Linked DNA regions of Mus musculus: regions 2, 3 and 4 are each linked to region 1. The links are chromatin contacts, called in public Hi-C and HiChIP or PLAC-seq maps. All regions are on one chromosome and are shown on one strand. The core of a region is the stretch at or near the end of the contact, and the rest is flanking DNA. Distances in the headings are between cores, read along the strand shown. Region 1 holds the start of Lockd (lncRNA downstream of Cdkn1b). Region 2 holds the start of Fam234b (family with sequence similarity 234, member B). Region 3 overlaps Bcl2l14 (BCL2-like 14 (apoptosis facilitator)). Region 4 overlaps Lrp6 (low density lipoprotein receptor-related protein 6).

Region 1 (3,439 bases), core at 310-2,809:
CACCTTTGCATCCTTGGCTGTCCAGAACCGCAGACCTGGGCAAGGAAGAACTGGGGGAAATAAGGATTTGGGGAGGGGGCTGTGATGGGTTAGATTGGGGGACTATGGACATTCACTAGTGGGAGGGAGCAAGCAGTCGGCCTTTCAAGCCACTGTGTGCCCACCACCCTGGCTGCACTGAGCGACCTTTCCTGGGAGCCAGAGAATTGCCTTCGCCATTACACCATCATCACCAGAAAACACGATTGCTCGTCTAGCGCTTTGAACTAAAAGGTGTTTTGTTTAGAAGTCCACTTAGGATCCCTGATCTGTTTTTCAGAGCATGGATTCTTTTTCATTTGCCATCTTTCACCTGAGCCACACCCTACTCCTGCCCCCCCCTTTCCTGGCTTTAAAAAATAATAAAATTAAAGCAAAAAAGAAACCTTGCAAACGACACTGAGGGGTAAAAAGGCCATGGATCCTACTTAGAAACCTATGGGGTCGTCTCCCTGATTTCACTCGCGTGGGGTTGTAATAGGGTGGGGTCAGCCACAGGCGGATCCCGGAGAACCGAAAGTGCACTTATTTCCACGTACACTCAAGTCTCAAGTCCCTCGGGCCTCCATCCAAGTCACAGACTTATCATGCATAAGGACTCAGCAGAGGTAGGAACCAGAAATTAGGAAATCTTAAAAAATAAAACAAAAGAAAAACCCCTTATCCATGCTTTGGGCGCGAAACCTCGACGCGCCTCTAAAAGGAACGTTAAGAAAAAGGCCGGGAGAAGGGCGCGCGGTTCGGGCGCCGGCCGGGGGATTGCATCATTTGCGGCTCCCCCTCCAGAACCCGGACTGAGAACCGCAGCCACCATCATGGCGCTCGGGTCGGGACGCGGGAAGCGCGTCCAGGCCGCGGCCAGCGAGCTTAGAAGCGTTTGCAAACTTGTTACTTGGCGGCGGAGCGCCGGTCTCTGGCCCCCTCCTTCCCTTTGTGTGCGTGTGCATGTGCGTGCGTACGTGTGTTTGCGTGTGCGCGTGTGTGATGTGTGCATATAAAGCGAGAAGTTGAAGTTTCTCCCTCTGGCCTTCCCCAAACCCCCCCTCCCTCGTCCCGAGCTGGTGGTTGTAAACTTGATTGGCATTGGCTGCGCCCACTGACCCCTGCACCGAGTCCACTGAAGATTTAAGGTGGATCTGCGAGGCTGCAGCTGCAGGCGGAGCCTCGCGCTTAACTGAGTTTTGGAAGAAAAAAAAAAAAAGCCTAAACCGTGCGCCTGCTGCGTTTTACGAATCCTTCGGTCCACAGGTCCGCGGGTCCCCGCCCAGCCCGCCGCGCTTCCCCCGCCCACCTTCCCCTGCTTCCCCATTGGCTCGCGCCTGCAGTTTGAATTTTTTTTTTTTTTTTTTTGGATGCTTGTTTTCTTGTTAAAAAAAAAAAATTACCGTACGGTAGATCATGTGATGAGACTTAGTTGGGGAGTCTGAGGTGGGGTGTTTTAGCTGGTTTGATTGCAGGTAGTAGGGAGTAGGATGGGTGGAGCTTTCTGTTCCAAAAGTTGCCCCCCCCCCGCCCCGCCCGCAAGTGCCGTTGACAGAATGCAGGCGGGAAGCTTCAGTTTGGGTAGAGATGTAGCATCAAACATTCACGGATGTCCAGGGAGCACGGGCACACAGGCTGCTGGCCAGAGGTACTAGGAAGGTACAGGCGGGAGTTCGACGAGGACGCACCTTCCCCTGTCTTGGAAAGGTAGACTTGGGGAGGGCGGGAGCGGGTAGTTATCCTAGAAATGAATATTACCCGTCATAGGAATAAACCAACCAAATACAAGGTGTGGCTATAGACTCTATATAGAGCAAAAGAGGTGTTATTTCTGGGGTTAGAGTGTCAAAATCCATCAGGACAAAGGCAGTCGGTGTCATTTTCTTCCTTTTTAACCTTAAAGGGGGGGGGGAACCTGTCTGTTTTCCAGGTTTGGTTCCCCACCCCCCCTTGTGAGGATGAGAAGGGGACATAAAGTCCCCTTTTGATTTCTGGGTCAGGAAACTCATTGGAAAGAGTTTGTTAAGATCTAGGAGGATTCAATTAGTAGAACAGGTCTAATACAAGTGATGGCTTTTATTAATTAGGATCCAACTATGTTTTTCTTTGCAGTGAAGCTTTTAAAACGTCATAATAATTAAACAGTAGTCCTAGATCAGTCTTTCTCTTTATCAGGGACATCTCATATGTATACCTTTCTTTGCCTTTGCCTTTTTTTTTTCTTCCCTTTTTCTTTCCTTAAAATAATTTCTCCTGATATCTCCTTTCAGTCTGTTTTAGCCAGAAGCCCAGCCTTAGCCTCCATTGGCCCCTGAACCAGTATGCCATGTTCTTAGTTTTTTAGCTGTCTAGTTCTGACCTTACCTCTCCCAGTCCACTAAGCTCCTTGACCCCGTCCATAAACCAACATGTTTGAGCTGCTCTCCAGGCTGTATTCATGGACTCTGTTAGAGGCTCAGTGCTTACCTCTGCCTTTCAGAGGACACATCCGATCAGAATGAGCAGTCCATGAGGAAAACCACATCCCTGGAAGGAGGAAGCTAGTCTCAGAAACAGGTCTTCATCTTGAGTGTGAGCCAAGCAGGGATTTGGATGGTCCCCGGACAGGGGTGTCATAGATAAAGATTCAGATAGCACGTGACTGTGAAAACAGGCTTGGAAACTTGGGCTTGGCATGGTGGAGCACACCTGTAATCTGAGCACTTGGGAGCTGGAGGCAGGAGGATCAGGAGTTCAAGGCCTGCTTAGGATACTGAGAGACTTTGCAGTCAGCCTGGGCTGCATATAACCCTCCCTACCTCGAATATACCAACAAGCGTACAAACAAAGGAGGTCATAAATAAAACCCCACTGGACATGGTGGTGTACAGCTTTAATCCCAGTACTCGTGAGGCAGAGGCAGATGGATCTCTATGAGTCCCAGGTCAAAAATAAATGCATTACTACTAATAATGGCTCCCCTCCCTCTTTCTCCCTCCCTCTACTTCTTGCTGGTCTTGAACTTGATGTGTCTGACGTAATCTCTTAACCAGATGGGACTGTAGGCACGTGCTACTGTATCCACCCTAACTTTTCATACTAAAGTGAAGCCTTTACATTTAGGCTCTGGAACAGCTAAATAGAAATCTATGGACATCTAGGTCTTGGGGGTGGGGAGGGGGAGGTTAAGTGTTTTCCGTGTGAGCATGACGACCCGGGTTTGGATTCCCGGAACTTATATAAAAAGCCAGCAATGGCAGTGCACGTTTTTAATCCCAGGGCTGGTGAGTGGAGAGAGAAAAAGTAGATTCCTGGGTTCTAGTGGCCAGCCATTCTAGCTAAAAAAATGGAGGGCCATAAGAGATGCCAGTGAGGACCCCCGCCTCCACATAGGTACACCCCATGCATGACACATGCGTGCACACAAAAGAAATCTACT
Region 2 (3,156 bases), core at 30-2,529, 270 kb after region 1:
ACCAGAAGGACACTAGGTTACTGACGAAACATTAGTTGTTGGTGCTAAGTGTTTTGCACGTTTATATTCGACTCTCAGAACAACTCTTGTGGAACAGAAACGGTTTATCAGCATTAAGCAGACGGTGGGGAGACATGACTAGATAACTGAGACACTCCGGGGTCAAGCTAATGCTCTCAGTATTAGCTCCATCTCTTGGTGCCTGTGAGTGAGAAACCAGTCAGCTCCTGTTTGCTGGACCTCGCAAGCCAGGGCAGCAGCAGGTAGAGTGTAAATACTTCCCTGGAAAGAGCTGAGATCAGGAAACCCAGGTCTGTGCCACAGCATACCTCAGACTGCACTTAGGACAGGGAAAAGAGTCACAGGAGCTGTGTGCTTTAAAAGGATGGTGTCGCTTAATTCTCTAAGCAACAAGGCGATAGCATCATTTTCATTTCAAGAGAGCCAGCCAGGTGTGGTGTTGTGTGTCTGTAATTCCAGCACTTACACAGTGAAGGCCGGGGTGGGGGTGGGGGGTTAGGAACTCCAGGCCAGTTTCAACTACATAGCCAATTCAATGCCAGTCTATACTACATGATCTCAATATATAAATAAATAAACAAATAAACCAATAAATGAGTAAACAAACTAATGAATACATCTCTCTCTCTCTCTCTCTCTCTCTCTCTCTCTCTCTCTCTCTGTGTGTGTGTGTGTGTGTGTGTGTGTGTGTGTGTGTGTGTGTGTAAACAGGGTCTCACTATGTAGTCCTGGCTGGCTTGTAACTCTATGTAGACCAGGTTGGCCTCAAACTCAGAGAGGCAAGCTCAACCACACTGAGCCATAGATAAGTAAGTGAAACAAGCAAACAAACAAATCTGGTGCTTGGAAGTGGAAGCAGAAGGATCAGGAGTTCAAGGTCACCCTCACCTACAAAGCCAGTTTCCATTGAGACTCCTGGCTCCAAAACAGATGGACAGACTGACTGACAGACAGGACAGACAAACAAACAAAGCCGAGTCTCAGTGACTTGCCAAGATGGCTCAGGTAGTAAATTGCGCACGCAGGCTTCAAATTCAGTTTGTCAATTCCAAACCCACGCGAACTTCACAGCCCGCGCCTTCTTAAGTATCTACAACCTCATTCTAGGTTCTTCATACACAGGTTGGGGAGAGATGACTTTCCTTACCGGCTGCTGAGGCGCAAGCGACTCAACCTTGGCTCCGCGCCGCACCAGTGACCTGCGACAGTGGGCGCCTCCTCCTAGCTGGGCTCCCGGCAGGTCACACCTTTCCCGCCCGCAGCCCCACGCGCGGTTCGCAGCGAACTACACTTCCCGGCAGGACGCGGCGCGCGCACGCGCACGGGGGCCTCCGCCATGGCGACAGTGCTGTCCAGGGCTCTCAAGCTCCCGGGTAAGGAGTCTGCAGCCCCGCGACCACGCTGTGGAGACCTGGCCTGGGGAGATGAGCGAGGCGAGGCGTGGCGCGGCGGGGCCTGGCTGTTATCTGGGAGGGCTGCAGCGTCCGGGGTAGAGGAAGGGGGCTCCCGGGTGTGAGTCGGGGACCGGGGACGCTCGGGGACACTTGGGGACTCTCGGGGACTCCCGGGGCAGACATTGCTGGAGGTGCGCGGGGCCGGGTCGAAAGTGGAGGGACGAGACGGTTACTGTCAGGTCAGAGCGCATGTCGTCGCAGTCTCCAAGGGAAGGCCAGACATTGGAGCATCCTTCCCTGAGCGCCGGGACTAGCTGCTGCTATCTGGGGCTGGACCAGAGGGGGAGCCGGGGGCTGCAGGACTGTAAGTGAGTGGCCTGGGCAGAACAGCATCCACTTACTGACAGCAGCTTTGCCGCTGTGAGCTAGCCCAGACAGGTGTTCTCCTTCCTCCTGTGTGCAGGAGGAAAGAAGAAAGATTAGGAAAATGGCTAATTGAATCACACGGGATCACACAGCAGGACACTGTGCTGTTTGAATTGCACTGTTTTAACCAAAGTGTATTTATTCTGTCGTTGGCAAAATTTAAACATTTAGGGCTTTCGAAAAATCTGTGGCTCCACTTAAAAAAATTAAACACTAAGTTATAAGCATTTATTGGCTGATCACATAAGACAGGAAGCAGTTATTTTCTCTGCCACGTTAGAAAGGGTCGCTCTGATAGTAAGCCTGAGGCCCTAGGAGGGTTGCAGGGACCTTGTTCTCAAAGAGTTTCTAGTCTGCTACCTTGAAACCGGCCTTGTATTTTAGATAACAAGAGACTCCATGTCTTTAGATCTTTCTCCCCTTTGCTGGCTGCTTGGAACTCTGGAAAGAACAGTGATACGATCTGTCTTGGAGTGTACACAATACTGAAATTAAGAGAGAGGCTTGCTTTCTCTGCAGGATACATTGACTTTGACGAAAGTACCCTGGGTTTTGAATGCTATCTTGTCAAAGGCATTTTCAGCCCTTTTTGTTTGTTTGTTTGTTTGTTTTTAGAGTTCTTGTTTTAGTTCAGCATAGATGATTGCTACTCTCTGAGAATAAAACAGAAAGGGAATGTACCTCGGGGTACAGGCTTACTTAGCACCCACAGAGCCAAGTCCCCCCCCCCCCAAAGCACTGAAAAAAAGAGGTAGTTATAGTCAAGTGGAGGTGGAACAAGAGATAATACCGGGCGAATATGAGAAAAACACAATCCTTTTGTATACTCTTCAAAATAATCATTAAAAAAAAAATAATGGGAGAATAGCTTGCCTGAGCTCTTTTGTGTCTTCACTCTGAGAATGTGCTGCGCACAGAATACTCCTTGGTGTGTTGGCTTACAGTTATCTCATCAGCTGACAGCCTGGGGTGATGGATTCTTGTGTTTGGAAGGCAGTTTGGCCCTAAGGGATGAGCTATGATCAATACTAAGGCCTACATACAGTATCTATATTTCCTGTAAGTGATGTGGATTTTCTTCTTTCTTTTGGCTTGTTTTTCTCCTGGTCTCTCCTTGGCCCTTTCCCTTCACTACCCAAAATATGGTTTGTGGCTTTTCATTAGGTAGAAGTTGCTTTCTCAAAGCTGCTTTTGGATACCGCGTGTAATTGGGAAGATGAGACTGTAGTCCCGGCTGTGTTATCTTAGTTAACTCTCTTACTACTTTCCTGTGTGAAGGGAGCAAAGGGAACGGTGGCTGAGAGCAGGAGAGGGG
Region 3 (3,165 bases), core at 130-2,629, 490 kb before region 1:
TGCTGTTATGTCTAGCTAGCTTAAGTCTTGCTAACCCGTCCTCTCAAAAACTACTGTGGTACCTTGACAAAGTCCATTTGGTACAAAGCCATCTTCACAGATTTCTCTGTGTGATATACCTGCACCCCACCACATCAGTGCGATCGAGAGCAAGGGCACACAGGTACCACAAGAAGATACAGAGGTCAACCTCGGGTGCTAGTTTTCATCTTCCTCTTTGTGCATAGCTTCTTACCCAGGCTGGATCACTCCTGAGCGTCTGGGAGTGTCCCGCCTCCGCCTCCTCCCTTACAGCCACAGCACTAGGGTTGCAGGTGTACCCTGTGACACGCAGCGTTTTAGGTCGGTGCTGTGGATTCAAATCCAGGTCCTCACACTTCTGTGGCTAGCACTTTACCCACAGTGCTACCTCCCCAGCCTGAGCTCTGGACTATTAGGACCCCTTAGAAGTAGCATAATGGTTGGTAATTAATAAAATAAATAAATTGAAAGTTTGCTGGAAAAAGAGTTGCCTGTAACCCAAGCTTTCAGGAGGCTGAGGTGGGAGGGCCGCAAGACTGGGGCCAACCAGACATACATAATGAGTTCAAGACTTTGTCTCGACACTCCCCTTCCAAAAATGTTTTCTATTAAAATAGTAAGTTATCGTAGTAGGGCTTCTCTGAAGACCAAATGTGCTAACCTACATAAAGAGCTCAGGACCTAGAGTTCTTAGGACCTAGTTAGTGTTAACTGACTGCCCCACTCCTACTGTGAGCCGCCCACAGCTCAGTTCAAAGGGCCCCACTCTCTTGAAGCAATTACAGGTTGCTCTTTTGCTATTGATAGTATGACTGGGAAAAAAAAGACCCCCCCCCAAAAAAAACACCCCAAAACATTTAGACAGACATTTGAGTTTCCAATACTCAAGAGAGGCTGAGGCAGAAGGCTTGCAAGTTCCAAGCTAATCTGATCTACAGAGTAAGATCCTGCCTCAAAAAAATTTTTTACAGGTTCTTACACATTTTTGGATAGCTGGCACCTAGAATGTAGCCTGAACAGATAGATCAATGAGGAAGGAGCCGGTCTGTTATCAAAGGCATCACTAACCGCACCATAAGAGGAATGTGTTCCTCCTTTGTTTTCTCCTCTGCGTCCCTGTTCTCTGTCTTTTGTCCAGCCAAACAATTAAGCTTCCCAAATGTGTCACGCATCTCTGCACCTTGGGTCCTGAACAACATCCTCTCCACTTGGAATGTGCTTGCGTGCCAGCCTCCTTCCCCGAGTTCTCCAAATCCAAATTTACTCCTTCATTCCCCCCCCCCTCCCCCGTGCGTCATTTACTGACGCTCCGTTGGCTGCCACAGGGCTGTATTTGGATGTCTTTTCTCGAGGGTGATCCAACGCATTCCCCCTGCAGACGTTGGATTTAGTGCGCTGCGTCCTGTGAACCGGCGCACACAGCCTTTCTCAGTGGCTCGGGGAGCTCTTTTGCACAGATGCAGTTTGGCTTTACACATCTGACACCAGGCATCTCCTTGGCACACGGTTGCAAGCCAGACCCCAGCCTCTCTGCCACAGCTTGTAAATCAGTACAACTGGAGTGTGGCCCAAGATACTCGGAGTCATAACAAACACCGCATGTGATTCCAGAAGCATGCGCAGCCTCTAGTCAGGATGCTGTGACGACAGTAACCAGATCTGCTCTCCTGCTTAAGGCTTCGGTTTAATTGCAGACAAAATAAACGAGACCAGGATGGTAGTGGAGACCTGGATGCTGACAGATGAGAAGCTACATGAGTCCGTGATTGCTTTAGAATGAGGCATGGAAAACATTCCCCGGCTTTACTCCAACAGGGGAACCACCCAGAGTCTCTTAGCCAGAACCGACGAGGAGGCTTCAGAGTCCAGGGAACGTGGGGAGGAAAATCGCACCCCAAGCTGCAGACAGCCCTCAGATGAGCACAGATCAACCTGTACATCTGGAAGTACTGAAAAGAGCACTCCAGAGCTCACAGGGCCAGGAGGGACGCCAGTTTGAAGACTAGGCGGAACACTCAGAATTTCTCTGCAGGGAAATGCTTGCTGCACAATGCCCCATTCATTGCCGGTGTAGTAGACGGATGTGGGGGCACACACTGGTAATCTCAGTGATGGAGACGTGGAGACATGAAGGCAGGGTCTGCAGACCAGCCAGTCTAGCTGAGTCAGTAAACTCTGAGTGCAAGAAGAGACCCTGTTTTGCAAAATATGGTGGAAAATTACTGATTGAGGGAGACATTTGTTTGATTTCTGGCCTTCACACACACACACACACACACACACACACACACACACACACACACACACACACACAGGTCTCAAAGGCAAAAGGGGACATTTATTTCTACGTTAATAAGATTTGAATGCTTGGGCTGGGAAGATGACTTACGGAGTAAAAGAGCTGGGCATACAAGCACGAGGACCAGGTTTCAAATCTCTAGAACCTACATAAAATGAGCATCCGTAACCCCAGTACTCCAATGGGGAGATAAAGGACAGAGTCAGGACAATCTCCAGACCCCTTCAGGCCAGCAAGCATGGTGTCTGCAAAGGGAAAACAACTAAGAGGCCGGTCCTATGACAAAATAAGGTAGCAGATGAAGTCTAGCACCCAAGGTTGTTTCTGACTTCCACATGCACACTACGATCCTCCACGTGCAGCACACACGCACCTGAATTCACACAAACGAATTCATATGCACACACACACGGAAACACATTGTACAAACACGAATTAAACGTTTTTCAGCACATCAAGGCAAGGCACACCTTAAAGCTCATCTCTTGAGAGGCAAACGCAGGCGAATCTCTGAGTTCCAGGGCAGACAGATCCTGTCTCAAAAGATAGAACAGAAGGGATAAGCTGGGTATAGCAGCAGACAGGAGGCTGTGACTGGAGGATCTTACACTCAAGGGGACAATGATGTTGTGTATGTGTATATAATATGTATATATACGATGTATATAATCATTATTAATCCCCTGAACCCAATTAACGATGCTAATATGCATATAGGTATGTGGCTGTCCAATAACTCTCCCTCAATTAGCAGCCATCAACTCTTAGCTCTTCCAACAGTGGTGGAGTTGGAAATAGTAAAATAATTACTCAAGAGACTAAAAACAGAATTAATATATAGTATA
Region 4 (3,470 bases), core at 910-3,409, 380 kb before region 1:
AATACTATCAAAAATAAAATGGGAACTAAGAGGTGGAGAGCTGGCTCCCAGGCTGAGATCACTCACTGCTCCTGCAGAGGACCTGGATTGGGTTCCCAGCACCACATCCGATAGCTCACAGCCACCAGGGATCCCGCGCCTTCTGGTCTCTGTGCGCATTGTACACATGTGCTACACATAATCTCAAACAAACACACAACCACACACAAAAGTAGAACCCCGTACTTTTTTTAAAAATGAGAAAAATAGCAATAGTGAACTGGCTAAAATCTTTTCACACTTTCTAGCACTTTAAAAAAAGAAGTGAAATTAATTTTCTGTCTGTCTTTTCTTATTGAGAGTGTCAGATAAAATTTAAAAGCTTTATACATACTAAAAAGCTGAGTTACTGGAACACCCATACTCTGCAGCTGTCTGTCTGCAGTGTGGGGATGAAACTCGAGATCCTCCTGTACACCAGGCAAGCAATCCCAGCCATGAACTACATCCTCGGCCTCAACTGACTGCTTGTCAGAGTTTAGATGCACAATCTACCCATATGATCCAGCCACTGCACACTCAAGTATTTACTCAAGAGAACTAAATACACAGAAATAAATACACAAGAAAAATAAATAAAACAATACAAATACCTATGAGTAAATGTTCAGAGAAATTTGTTGGCAATAACATAAATCAGAATCAACCCAAATGTGGACAACAGCTAGTAAATAAGTAGAAATATACTAATAGAATAAGAAGCAATCAACTGCCAGGCACAGTAGTACATATTTGCAATCCCAGCACTTGGAATAAAGAGAAAGGAAAATCAGAGGTCCAAGTTTTCCTTGGCTACACAGGGATTTTATGATCAGCATGGGCTAAGGGAGACTGTCTCCAAAAACCAAAATCAACCACCATTTTTTAAATGTAATGAACCGTTTATACATGAAAAATGAAATAATCTCTAAATAACACATGGAAAAATATGCCAGACCAAAAAGAAAACATATTTAATGATGTTCATCTATGAATGATTATAGAGAATGTCAACTAATCTATTCAGACAAAATCTGACTTTCTTGAGGAAAGCAGGGGTGGGGAAAAAACAGGAACAAGAGTCAAGCTCCCCCACTGCTTTTCTGCAGAGCCAGGGACAGAGCCCAGAGCCCTCCAGCACTCAGCACTGAGCTGCAGCTCCCACAGCAGCATAAAAAACTGGTCTCAATTATAAAGACAGAGGCGACTCCTTTCCGCTCACTCTGTATAACTACTACAGACACTGCCAAGAGCATCAATTTCCCTGGCCTCACTCCAGCTATATACACATATCGAAACCTAATTTTACCCTTTGCATAAGTAACTTTATTGATAATATCAATACCTTACTAAACTTAAATAAGCAGCCTAGCAGAGCCTGATGTAACTTCCTGCTGTCCAATATTAGTGATCTCTGACTAAACCTAATACCAAATCTAGATAGAAACCTTACCTGAAAAAGTAATATTTAACTTTGATAGAGTTGAATTACTAGGACTACAATAGTATAAATTCTGTTTTGTTTTTTTAAAAAAATATCTTTACTAAATTTCTGACATTTACTTTCCCAATATCAAGCACCAATTAAGAACTGAGTGCCACTGTCCTATGGAGCTTCCTATGACAATGGGAAGTCATTACTGCACACTGAGTACCCATCAACCATGTGACCAAGAACACTTAAAATGCAGCTAATGGTGTGTGTGTGTGTGTGTGTGTGTGTGTGTGTGTGTGTGTGTGTGTGTGTGTTGCCTGCATGTCTGGGCACCATGTGCATGCTTGGTGCCCACAGAGGCCAGAGAGAGTGTCAGATCCCCTAGTGAAGTTACAGATGGCTGTGAGCCACCCTGTGACTTCTATAGTCAGAATCAGGGTTCCCTGCAAGAATATCAAATGCTCTCAACCCCTAAAAGTACCACTCCCTTAATTAAAAACATTCTAATTTGAAAAAATTAAGTGGCTCACAAAACTCAAAAAGAAGAGTAATGGTTAAGCCCATTTATAGGGCTATATTGACCAAATTGGATTATGAACATGTGCTCTACCCATCTGTTAGGTAACATGAATTTCTGATCCAACCACACTGAAACCCAAATTCTCAGTCAAAAACACGTGGGCATTCACTTCACTAGAAAAGGAAAAGTGGCTGAGTCATTTCTGCTTACTGTGTGTAGCCACTACAGACACGGTAACCACTACAGACACTGACCCCCTGAACTAACTGCAGACATCCACACATCACACTAATGAACCAGTCCAATTAGTGTCTTACTCAGCTTTTTATAGTATAAGCCAAACAGGAATATCTGAAAAAACAACAAACAAACAAACAAACCATTTCTGTTAGTGAAGAGTTAAATGCCAAAGGCTGCTACAGAAAACTAAGAAATAGTCCCAGGATATTTAAGTTTTACAATTCAAGAATAACAAAAATGTACTAGTTAACGGATACTTCACTTATGGCATTACCACCCACAAGAGACTTTACAAACCAAACTTGTTTATGGCATTAGGTAGCAGCCAAATGGCTTTCATAATTTTCAAGTCAAACATTAATATTTCCACTGAAGAGTTTTTGATCTACAAAAATCTAAAAAACTTTCCTGGTAATTTAAAGTTTATGGGCCTTCTGAGTGCCATCATTGTTGGAGGAGACCATGAGCAGATTAGTATCTTTAATTTATCAGCTCTAGTTATGACAGTGTTCAAGTGACTGTATACTATCAAAAGGTCTGTCTATGCAGCTACTCTCTCACACATGAACATGGCCTTCAACCTTGCCACCAGAATCTGCTGAGTAGTGTGTAACCTTGAGAAAATTACAATACCATATTTATCTACTAGACATACAGACGCTGCACACCTGCTCCCTGCCAGTAGCAAACATAATGCACACCATGTGCTTACTCCACAGTGTTGGCCTGACCTCCTAACAACCAGACCTCAGACAGAAATCACATCTCTTCAGCAGCTACTCGCAGGAGCTCAGGAATCCACTCTCATGGCCAGCTAGGTGGGTGTATCCTTCCTCCCTTGCTGTTCCTTGCGCATTCACTCAGTCAAAGAGAATAACTTTCCTGAATAAAGGAGGGCAGGTCTTTGGTCAATATTCAAATGGCTGAACTCCTCTGCTACAATCTCCTAACAAGTTCTCAAGGTCCATTTTATCCTGCATTCTCTGTTTCTTTTTCCCTTGAAGTTCGGTTCTCCCTGGGTTCTAGGACTTAAGCATGTATCACACCATCAACATCTTATACTTCTCAAAAAGTTCTCTGGGTCCAGGTGTGGTAGAACACACCATCAATCCCAGCCCTGGAACCGGTGGACCTCTAAAAGTTTAGGGAAGCCTAGTCTACATAAGCAAGCTCTAGGGCAGCCAGGGCTGTGCACCCCTCTTCCTGCCCTCAGCAGAGTATGGGGCAATGCCCCTCCTACTTTGTGGGGTCAAGCAA

What was found. A called contact is a pair of places that touch in the nucleus more often than the background predicts. HiChIP or PLAC-seq counts read pairs in DNA pulled down with a chosen protein or histone mark.
Region 2: a Hi-C map of liver shows a contact between it and region 1, with 2.0 times the contacts expected there. The contact joins the promoter of Fam234b here to the promoter of Lockd in region 1. A contact is called at or near these places in 1 of 484 Hi-C or Micro-C datasets (liver) and 1 of 115 datasets of contacts at active chromatin or transcription factors (embryonic stem cells).
Region 3: a contact with region 1 is called in an H3K4me3 HiChIP or PLAC-seq map of embryonic limb bud, with 4 times the contacts expected there. The contact joins the enhancer-like site here to the promoter of Lockd in region 1. A contact is called at or near these places in 1 of 39 promoter capture datasets (hippocampal neurons), 1 of 484 Hi-C or Micro-C datasets (adipose-derived mesenchymal stem cells) and 11 of 115 datasets of contacts at active chromatin or transcription factors (the NIH/3T3 cell line, astrocytes, craniofacial prominence and 7 more).
Region 4: an H3K4me3 HiChIP or PLAC-seq map of bone marrow-derived macrophages shows a contact between it and region 1, with 2.3 times the contacts expected there. The contact joins the enhancer-like site here to the promoter of Lockd in region 1. A contact is called at or near these places in 5 of 115 datasets of contacts at active chromatin or transcription factors (the 230-238 cell line, bone marrow-derived macrophages, craniofacial prominence and 2 more) and 1 of 9 other capture datasets (adipose tissue).

Annotation. Positions count from the first base shown.
Region 1 is chr6:134,927,533-134,930,971 of GRCm38.p6, forward strand. It overlaps Lockd (lncRNA downstream of Cdkn1b), which reads left to right and starts at 1,560. Exons shown (of 2, transcript NR_037956.1): 1 at 1,560-1,753.
Region 2 is chr6:135,196,708-135,199,863 of GRCm38.p6, forward strand. It overlaps Fam234b (family with sequence similarity 234, member B), which reads left to right and starts at 1,280. Exons shown (of 13, transcript NM_028982.4): 1 at 1,280-1,394. The coding sequence starts at 1,358. Gm36533 (a long non-coding RNA gene) reads right to left here and starts at 1,317. Exons shown (of 2, transcript XR_869506.2): 1 at 1,169-1,317.
Region 3 is chr6:134,438,237-134,441,401 of GRCm38.p6, forward strand. Bcl2l14 (BCL2-like 14 (apoptosis facilitator)) reads left to right here. Exons shown (of 7, transcript NM_025778.3): 7 at 1-488. Among named protein-coding and RNA genes, the nearest start is that of Gm52921, 11 kb to the right of the region's middle. Within about 2 kb of position 1,380, at least 124 of the 459 cell types and tissues checked have an H3K27ac peak or open chromatin away from gene starts, as enhancers often do. A contact at or near this core is called in craniofacial prominence, embryonic limb bud, forebrain and 1 more, where this site is marked.
Region 4 is chr6:134,542,137-134,545,606 of GRCm38.p6, forward strand. The region is part of intron 1 of Lrp6 (low density lipoprotein receptor-related protein 6); the gene reads right to left. Among named protein-coding and RNA genes, the nearest start is that of Lrp6, 23 kb to the right of the region's middle. Within about 2 kb of position 2,160, at least 62 of the 459 cell types and tissues checked have an H3K27ac peak or open chromatin away from gene starts, as enhancers often do. A contact at or near this core is called in adipose tissue, bone marrow-derived macrophages and memory CD8 T cells, where this site is marked.